Linked DNA regions of Arabidopsis thaliana: region 2 is linked to region 1. Evidence: chromatin contacts called from public capture Hi-C data. All regions are on one chromosome and are shown on one strand. The core of a region is the stretch at or near the end of the contact, and the rest is flanking DNA. Distances in the headings are between cores, read along the strand shown. Region 1 holds the start of MAM1 (methylthioalkylmalate synthase 1). Region 2 holds the start of AT5G23212 (Defensin-like (DEFL) family protein).

Region 1 (5,486 bases), core at 1,752-4,251:
TCCTGAAAAATATTGGAACAAACATCATATAAATCAATTTAATCTCGTATGTATTTTTATTATCACATATATAATGTAAATGTTTATTTTAGTTATAGTGTACATCTAGAATATTCGATTAGTGTTGGTTAAAGGGATTTTAAAAACAAAAATCTAAAATAGTTTATATAATTTCTTAATATCCGTGTTTACCACCAATTACGAACCTGATGAATGCCGCTCTCATGAACAAAACAGTTCGCTCCAACTATGGGCTTATGTGCTTGAACATACAAGCCCGTGTACTCTTGAACCTGCTCAAGAGTTTACATAAATTTTTGTTAATTAATTATATATATATATATATATATGTATATATATGGCATGTGTGAATATATACCATCTTGCTGGTAGCCATGATTTGGCGTGTGTCTATTTTTGTGTAAACCCCATTGATCACATATGCCCCTCGACATTTCAAAGCCATCACGACCTACATACCATTTAAATGGTCATGTTGATAATGATGATCATGATCATGATCATGGTAGTGATGAGATTATGGTAACAAAAATGATGATACCTCCTCAAGCGACGCATTGCCACTTCTTTCACCAATTCCGTTGATAGTTACTTCGACCTGTCTTGCTCCCGCACGTATACCCTATATATATATCATGTAAATTCGTTGTTTTATATGTTCATATTTTTGTCACATTGAGAATCTATATTAGTAAATATATATATGAAAATATATCTAACACACACACACAAAAAAAGAGTTAGTTCCGTACGGCGATTGAGTTGGCGGTTGCAAGACCAAGGTCGTTGTGACAATGAACAGCGACGACAACATCGTCAATTCCAGGGGTGTTTGCTTTGAGATAAGTCACGAGTTCCCCGTATTCATGTGGCATGTTGATCCCTACCGTATCACCGATGGTCACCACCGTAACACCGGCTTTTATGGCTTCTCCTAGAATCTTGCATAGGAAATCCTTGTCCGACCTGAATCACACTATATTTTAAAATCAAATATATATATATATATATGACATGATCATATATGTAAAATTCGCACAAAATCCATAACATATCTAGTAACAGCTAAAACCGCCTTTTCTATTATGATCTAGAAATCTAGTGTTTGAAAGATCTTAACAATGTTTTAGTGACAATCTAAAAACCATCTTATTTGAGTTCTTCACTTTTCCTGAACAAATTCTTAACATAACATTTTTTCCCCACTTATCTATTTTCTATTTTTGCAAAATCCAAAAACCAAATTCTAAAATCCAGAAACCAAAAACTATATAAAAAAAAACAAAAAAACTCACAATCATTCATGCCTTTTGTTTGTGAATTATTCTTGCCAAAAATATACCCAAATGTCAACGCAAACATAAGTTACTAACAAAAATAGTTTGGTAATACAAACTAAGCATAAATAAAACTAAACCAAAAACGCAGAGAAACAATTGAGATATATAAAGGTTTAAAGATTTGGACCTGCCGCCATCTTCGCACCCAAACTGGATGTCATTGAAGCCCAAGCTTTTAGCAAACCTAATACTACTCACGGCCATCTCAATCACTTCTTCTTGAGTCTTTTTCAACTTATATTTCATGTGAATGTCACTAGTAGATGTGAATACGAGTATCCTTGGCCTCTTCGCGTACTTCAGCGCCTCCCAAGTCGCCTCAATGTCTCTATGTTTGCATCGAGCTATGGCGCATATCACAGGGACGTAACCTGTTTCCTCATCCACCTAAGCAAAACAACAATATAGTAATTAATGTTCGTTGTTGTCAACTTTGACCGTTACTCGCTCCATTTGGGAGCATTCATGAGTTTCAACACAAAACCAACTAGTAATGACTATATAATATTAACTCATATATTGTATATGCTAGAATTGTATTTCTGATATATATGGGATTCTTACACTTTTACACATAATTTTGTCATATATATGTCACAAAAAAAAAATCTTAACTATACGACCGGCTCTAACTAATCATGTGCATGTGCTTTCTCTAACCCGTTAGAACTTGGCTAATTATAAATAACACTATAACTAGAAGAATAGATGGTAGGAAAAAAAAACACGAATAAAACTACATCCAAGTGAAGGAAAACAAAAAAAGCAGCAGGCTACAACAAACGGATTAAAATAAAAATAAATAAGGACCGCAAAATTAGTAGTAAAATTTAAATACTAATACAGTTTATAAATTAAGACAAATAGTCCTAATGTATTCATCAGCCGTTTTTGAAAAAATTCTAAACACATAATTTGTTTTCTTTATTTCGGCCTCAACTATAAGGGTCATGTGCAATTTATCAACTATATATATATAGTTTGAACATAAAATTATATCAAGTTTTTTTTTGTGTGTTAAAATATGTACATAATCATTTAAGTGAAGGAAATAAAGAAAAAACCTCATTCCCCACAGTCTTGGCGATGGTCTTAATGGTTTCTAACTCTTCTTCAGATGATCCCGGAAAACCGACTTCCATGATGTCTACTCGGAGTTTAGCGAGCTGTCGGGCAATCTCTAGCTTCTGCGGCGGAGTGAGGGATCCACCAGGAGATTGTTCACCGTCACGGAGCGTCGTGTCGAATACACGCACATAGTTTCCGTCGGGAAGCTTGTTCGGTATGTACTCCGGCCACCGTTCCACAACGGGTTTGAGATCAGTAGAACTAGTTGCCGCATTTTTGGACACAGAAGAGCAACATGAGATGAACAATGCGGGGTTCTTGTACGAATGGGTCAGGCGGAGAGAGTGCAGGGAAGATTGAAAGGGTAACACTGACCGGCCAACCACGGTGGAACCGGTGGTAGGGATCATAACGGAAGATGTCAGAAGCGATGAAGCCATCACTATGGAGTACGTAGGAGAAAAAAGAGAGAGATACTTTACTTTAATGTGGAGGAAAGATAGTGTGGGAATTGTTTTGAACATTATACGATATAATTTATCTATTTATAGAGAGATTTTTTTATTTATTAAACTTTTTAGTATTAGAAACATTTTGATGTTAAAAATAATAAACATTTGAGTTAGCGGAATAAGAAATTATATTCGATGAAAACATTAAACGCAAAATAGTATCTTCTTTAAAATTAAATATTATACTGTGTTTGATATCTTATTTTAGAATATTATACTTTCTATAAACAGTTTCGTATGTTTACATTTTTACATAAATATTTAGCTGTATACATATATATATATATAAGTGATATACCTATGTATAGAAAAGATACTCTCTCTGTTTCTTAATATTTTTAATTTAAAGTTTTTGCACGCAAATTAAGAAAATATATAAATCTCATTTGATTTATCTTTTTTTAAAAAAAATATCACCAATTACAACTAATCCAACCAATAAAAAATATGATGTAAAATATAATTGGTTAAAAACTATTAAATACATTTAATGTTTGCATCGAAAAGTGAAAACAATACTTATACTGAAAAAAATAAAAAACCTTTAAACTACACTTAGTTAGAAACAGAGGGAATAATATTTAAGTTTGAGGTAACAAACAAATCCTAAGTTTACTTACAACGATGTTAAACTCATTTTTTTTACATTTATTTGTTGTTAAAAATGTTTTAACTCATTTATACACACTTTAATATAGCCATAATATGTTTTGGAAACGGAATAACAAGTAATAGGTTTTTACCAAAATTTGTAGCATAATAGTTTATAGCCTGTAAGAATTTTTTTTTTATATACAATAACTAATCGATATGACCATATCTAAAATGGGGATAAAATCACGTGGTATGCACCTCCAGGTAGGTGACATACGATATTCTTTGTGATATTTGTTGCCTAGTTGGTAGTCTAATATAGTTAAGTTTTCTAGTAGTTGTCTTAGAATAAACACAGACTTGGGATATTTGTAATTAGTCAGTCTTACTAATTTTAATTTCTAGTAATTTTACTCAGACTCAGACAAAACATTCTTCACGTTTCATATATTGCTGACACGTTGATGCATTATGTCTTTGTCCCAAAAACTAAAATGATGCATTATGTGTCTGTATAGGTAGAACAAAAAGATACGATTTTCTTCTTTTTTTTTTTCTTTTTTTTTTTTGGTGCAATTCTTCTTATCATAATAATTAAAACAAAACACCAGTCCAGCCCATAGAGAAAATATAGCATATGTGTGATTTAATTAATTAATTTGCATATCAGTTTTTGTTTATGATACCAGTTTCTCATGGTGCATATCAATTTTGAATACGATTCATTAGGCTATGAGATTGGGTTCAAATCCTTTGGGTCGATCGTGAATGGTACAGTAAATATTTCTGGTTTTTTGAAATGCAATATATACAAATTGGAACAATATGGAGGAAGGTTTCAAACCCATTGGTGCCTTACCAGGTCTGCATCTAGCTAGATGCTGGCATGTGGATATTGTTCATTTTGTCAAAGTAGAAAAATGGATTCGGATGTTAATGAATGCATAATAAGGTTTAATTTTCGGCATTGTTCCTTCAGAAGTGATTAGCATGATATCATCACGTGTATGCTTGTATAGGTAGGTGAGTTGTGGATAACTTCAGCCATACAGTGCTGTGGGATTGGATACTAATTTAAAGTAATAAATAAACTATTTTACATTTTTTGCCAAAAAAAACAAAAAAAACTATTTTATATTATAATAAAAAATTAGATACTAATAATTAAATTATATCTAAATTATTTTACATTAATAAAACATTAAAACTTATAGATACTAAAATAGAGGGATTGGATCCTAATTATATAAAATTGTAACTAAATTATTTTACGTTATAATAAAAAAATATACAAGTGAATTTAATGAAATTCATCCAAAATTAGTATCTATATATACATTTTTGCAGCCATTTTGTGAAATAAATCTTCAAGTTGGGACTTATTTACAGTGGTTGCCACTAATATTTAATAATTATTTTTGATAATTAGAAAGTAAATCTTCGAATTAAATATTTGATATTTAACTATCTTCCCGAAATCTCTCCACATTAACTACACAATTAGTTACTAAAATAAAACTTCCAAAATATTTAATATCATTTAAACACTACAAAATTATCATTTTTGATATTGCTTTTTTCATGATTATAACAATTCGATTATAAGCATCAAACTGCATAAATATTTGATAGCAGTTAATTACTACAAAATTACAAAATATTTATACAATGATTTATAAACATATCATAAATAAAATCAACATTAATAAAATAAATAGGTTTTTTACGGGACGAGTTTGACAGGACATTACTTAATAACAATTGTAAACTTTAAAATAAAAATATTTTATATATAGATACAATTTGCAAACTTTTATATATATTAAAAAATTAATTGTCCCCGCGGTGTACCGCGGGTTAAAATCTAGTACTTCATTTAAAATTATAGCTTATAATAAAATTTATAGAAACTAAAAATAGAAGGATTGGATACGGATCTTGTGACGATTGG
Region 2 (5,486 bases), core at 1,607-4,106, 110 kb before region 1:
GTGATTATTAGCAGTACTTGCATACATAAAACTGACCACTACTTCCAATATTTAAAAAATTGTTAGGCGCGCGGTAAGTAGATGGTCAATAAAGTATTGTGATGATGTTATGTTGAAAATTTTGCATGTTATGTTATGAAGTTGATGTTATGTTGAAGTAAGTGATAGCTTTATTTTGTTGTCTTTATCCATATTTTAAGAAACTGGCCAGAATTCTTCTTGAATTTTTTGAATTTATTTTTGTACAAAAAGATGGATTAACATGTATCCTTTCATAGTTTTTTTATAAAGGTAATGTTATTATATTATGAGATTTTTGTACAAAATCATCTATAAATTGAACAATTATAGCTTCTTAGTGTATTCGTGTTGTAACTAGAAAAAAAAAACTTTAATCAATTTTATAACGTAAAAAGTTTAATCAAAACTGACATTGTCGAAGCTTATTTTTTTTTCTCTCCTCATCATAGTTTCTCTTTTTGTGAATGCTCAATCCGTGTATACAGATTTCTAGTGCTGGACATTAAATCCGAAATCCAACATTCAATTTATAGGGCGGGGGAGAGGGGTGAGGCAATACTAAAATTGTTCTAAAATTAGAGGGTCAAAACTGCAAATATTAAGGAATATAAACGAAATTGTTTAACATTTGCATCAAAATTGAAAAAATTTCCCGTGGCATCTGCCCCTATTGCTCTACGTGGATCCGCCGCACTGCAATCATAATTATTGTAATGTATTTTCAAATTTGACAATGAATTTAGGCTCGTTCATCAGTCAGATGGATCATTTGGATGGAGATGAGTTTTGATGTTCGTTTAGTACAAAAAACGGTTCATTCAGATGATACATCCAAATGAATTATTTGGATGAGTTTGAAAATTTATGCTAAATTTTGAAACTCATTTGGCTGAACTTAATTGGATCATTTGGATGGACATGATTCAGTCAAAATTAACAAATGACAAAAATACCCTAATTATTTTAATTGATTATTTAAATGTATTTTTTAGATAAAAACAAATAGACTTAAATCTTATTTTCCAATTATTTTTTTAAAAAATAAAAAATTAAATTTTCCGCTAAAACTGCAAAATCAAAATTTTCCGATAAAACCGTAAAATTCCATTTTCCCGCTAAAACGTTAAAAAACGTTTTCCCGCCAAAACTGTAAAATTTCGTTTCCCGCCAAAACCGCAAAAAAATGTTTTCCCGTCAAACCCGCAAAATCGTGTTTTCCCGCCAAAACCGCAAAATCACGTTTTTCCACCAAAACCGCAAAAATCACGTTTTCCCACCGAAACCGTAAAATCATTTTTCCCCGCCAAAAACGTAAAATCCTGTTTTCCGCCAAAAACGTAAAATCGAGTTTTTCCGTCAAAACTGTAAAATCACGTTTTCCCGCCAAAACCGTAAAATAAATTTTTAAATGTAAAAAACTATTATTTAAAATTTATTTACTTTTAAATATATTTTAGATTAAAAATTAAAATTAATATGTTTACAAGTAATAATAAAAATATAATTAGATGAAAGCATTGGTATTTTAGGTATTTGTATTATTACAAATCATTTGGATGGAGATAGAGATAAGCAAATGAACAACATCTCATTCGGATGGTCCAGTTAAATGAACATACTAAAAATGAAACGAACAAGAGTCGAATGAATCATCTAGATGGACATGTTGAATGGATCTGTCAAATGGAGAAACGAACAGAGCTTTAAAGAAACACGAGATTGCTAAGATCTATGATAAAAATCAATCTTTAAATAATAATAAAAAACAAAAATTACTCAAACAAATGAATGAAGAGATACATCCTTTTTTTGAAAATGAGGTATCTGGTCAAAAACTCAACATGAAATCATCCTGAAAAGGCAATTCGAAACCAACCACCACGAAACCTTAACCTATTATCGCAGATCATAAACCAGTTTATTAGCCTCGTCTGAGCTAATTTTCCTGTTTACAAAAGTTTGTTTTTCTCTTTACCTAGCTAATTCTTAGTTTCTAAATAACTTTATTTTTGAAAGAAGGTCAAATTAAATAAAATAGTTAAGACTTTTATAAAAATTTGTGTGTTTAGTATTAATATTGTTACTTAAAAGGAAGGTCAACTAATGTTGTTACTCCTTCAAGCGATGAACCATGCTCGGAGTCTCGGCTTCCGTCATCTCTCTTTTTCTTCTGACTCAGAAAACTACTCAAAGCACTTTATTCGGAACTTCAATTGAAAGAGCTCTACGGAATTCACTTCGATATCCTCGATATATCTTATTTTTTCGATATTGTTTCGTTTCGTTTCCGACTCTTCAAACACTATTGCTATTTGCTGACTTTTTGGCTTAAAAGACTTATCTTCTTTTGTAAAGGGCCTAGCCCAATTGTAAGTGGTAGAAAATCATCCGTTACACACCCAAAAAAAAATGGAAGGTCAAATAAAATAGTTAAATACTTAAATATTAAACATCATATTGCAAGGTATTTGACATTCCTTTTATATGATACCAACCAACCAAATGTTGACTATCTTTATATGATACCACTTCTGGGCTCTGGCACAACATTTGGTTAGTAAATCGGATATTAACGTATACATGTTTTAATTGTTGACTTCGTCTTTCCTTGATCAATAAAATTGGCAAGCAATATCTGAACATTAATGTAAATCTTTGAACGGTATCTATGTTCAAATCGCATATATGAATTTTATACAAAAATGTCAAGTAATTTAATCAGTAAAAATCTTTGAAAATATTTAAAAGGTAACTTTATTTTGAGATTGTTTCAGATTTAGCTATAAATTGAACAATTAGTGTGTTCCTGTGGTGACTAAAAAAAAGTATATGAAAGATGACATCGTCAAAGCTTCACTTTGTAGCTCTCCTCATCATAGTTTCTCTTTGTATTAATGTTCAATCCGCTCGTAAGTTTTTTTTTATCAGCTGATATAAATTTTTACATAATACCTTTATATAGATATGTAATTATCATATGTATTTTGAACTAAAAGACTAGTGACATTATAGTTGAACAAGTAACGATTGTTATATTATGGTGTGCTATATATAAACAAAATGTATGAATCTTTTGTCGGCTTTGTTTCAAATTGCAACCGTAATTGTTGTAGTGTTATTTTAATCGTTTTTTTAGCAAAACACTATTATCTGTGCTTAAATCATAGAAGATTCATTGCCTATCGTATCTATAGATATATCAGAAAATAATAGAATTAGTTAGAAATTGATTTTAAAAATGTTTTATAAAAATAAAAATGTTTTGAAATTTAGAGGGTTTGCTACTTTAGTTAAATTAATAATATAAGTTTTGAAATGATAAACCTTAACTAATATAAAGGTCTCATAGTTAAATAAATCAGATTAGAGGTTAATACTTTTTTAATTGACAATATAAATAACAATTACTTCATGACCCCTTACTTCATTGATTATAAGAGGATTTGTTTTTCTGCTTTCAAATAAAAGTTTAATATCTTATAAACAATTTCTTATTGATTAGGAAAAAAATTGAGTTAATTTTGAAAGTAAAAAATAACTAATATATAGATTTTGATTTTGAGTTATTATTAATGGCTATATGCATATTATTTCAAAATTTAATGGCTAGATGCATGTTATTTCAAAATTTAATGGCTTATATGCATGTTTTTAATATATAGATTTTGATTTTGATATATATGTATATTTTTAATTTAATGGCTATATGCATGTTTTAATATATAGATTTTGATTTTGATCTATATGCATGTTTTTAATTTAATGGCTATATGCATGTTATTTCAAAATTCAGTATAAAACAATCAAAATTCTTAGTTTATTCAGTGAAGTAGAAAAAAGGATCTTATATCAATATTATATAGATCGAAAGATGACATCGATGAAACTTCACATTGTTGCTCTTTGTATTATTGTTTCCTTCCTTGTTAATGTTCAATCCACTCGTAAGTATTGGTTTCTTGTCTAATAAATATACGCTTTTTCAATCATATATGCATATAGGTTGGAGCCTAGATGTTTGTATATGTGTTATCACTTCGAAACTATCCGAATCAAAATTCAGTATAATATATGTTGTCGACAAAAATATATGCATATAAATATGTAATAATCATAGGCATTTTATACATAACAAAAATATCTATGATGGTAACTTAACAAGTAAATATTTTTAAATTGTGATGAATTCAACAGGAATTATGGATGCTTCCTCAGATTGTGAATTCAAAGGACCGTGTCATAAGAAAGAAGATTGCTATGACTCATGTGGAGTGAACAAACCACCGTTTAACAATGCTATATGTGTACCTGGCAGAGATTCGTTTCAATGTTGTTGTATTTTATCGTGATTCTATTCAAATTTAGTTTACTATTGACTTATTAAAAAAGTTATATCAAAAAAAGATACATCTGAATTCTATTGATTAACAATTTTTTTTTTCTTTCATAATCTTGTCTTAAAACGAAATAAATATAATGATATTTGTTGTCATACCCATAACAATGAAGAAAACTCAAAGAGAAGAGAGAATCATATAAGAGCCATGTACATTTATTTGGCGAATGTATTTGACGTTGAATATGAAATATGTGTAACACTGAATTTACAATATTTTCTAAATTTCATCATCATCTCTTTCATAATTATCATATTATTGACATCTAAAATTTTCTTCCAACTTATATAGAAGTAAGCCTAGCTAAAATTTGTGTTGTTTGGATCATTGGATGACTATATATTGTTAAAGAATTATCCAAGAGATGAGAGTTTTAGAGGTCACTGTAACACGAGAAAACATGTAAAACGCGATAAAACATTTGTACAATTCTAATATAATGGCCTATTTTGCTCAAATCTGTTTATTATTGTTTTAAGAATTATATAAAGATCATAAAATCTGTGGGTAGAGAAAATATCAAAAGGGAAAAGTAGGAAGTTTCTTATTGCCTAGAAAATGATGAATGAGCTGAAGAGCTTCTCTAGGTTTAAATGTCGGAACCTGGTGTCCCGCTCCTCTTACCGTCACAAACATTAAACCGTCATACTCCACCGTCCACCCTCCGACCTAACGGCAAGTGAAAGAAAAATATATATATATATATATATATCTTTAGAGTCAATCACACACTTACTTGGAAGAAAAGTTAAAGTTTGTAACTTGGAACCAAATTAACCTGTAGTTTGGTGTACCAAGGTGTCCAGTCTTGGACTATCTTAAGACCTAGCTTCTTTAGTGAGTATCTGGTTGCGGTCACGGGGATTCGCCCGTCTGTATCCCCACTATTAAGTTTACCAAACAATTTAAAACGGTTATCGCTCGTTTTCAGTTAATTCTTACATAAAAATGCCAAGGATTAGGTGTTATACCTGAAAACCCATACGCGTAATCCCGCTGAAACAAGTGTTCTTAAGGTTGGAAGCATAGAAGCGGGAGCGTCAGACCAGAATGAGACAGTGTCACTGC

The links. Capture Hi-C pulls out chosen DNA fragments and counts their contacts.
Region 2: a contact with region 1 is called in a capture Hi-C map of seedling, with 2.1 times the contacts expected there. The contact joins the promoter of AT5G23212 here to the promoter of MAM1 in region 1. A contact is called at or near these places in 2 of 26 Hi-C or Micro-C datasets (cotyledon and seed embryo) and 1 of 3 other capture datasets (seedling).

What each region holds. Positions count from the first base shown.
Region 1 is chr5:7,700,556-7,706,041 of TAIR10.1, reverse strand. MAM1 (methylthioalkylmalate synthase 1) reads right to left here and starts at 3,001. Exons shown (of 10, transcript NM_001343784.1): 1 at 2,426-3,001; 2 at 1,489-1,748; 3 at 774-987; 4 at 563-643; 5 at 380-472; 6 at 207-293; 7 at 1-2. The coding sequence starts at 2,953.
Region 2 is chr5:7,814,289-7,819,774 of TAIR10.1, reverse strand. AT5G23212 (Defensin-like (DEFL) family protein) reads left to right here and starts at 2,856. Exons shown (of 2, transcript NM_001343794.1): 1 at 2,856-2,930; 2 at 4,216-4,397. The coding sequence starts at 2,858. The coding sequence ends at 4,370. It overlaps SCPL34 (serine carboxypeptidase-like 34), which reads right to left. Exons shown (of 10, transcript NM_180731.3): 8 at 5,390-5,482; 9 at 5,197-5,302; 10 at 4,689-5,087. The coding sequence ends at 4,938. NIC3 (nicotinamidase 3) reads left to right here. Exons shown (of 1, transcript NM_122228.3): 1 at 1-167.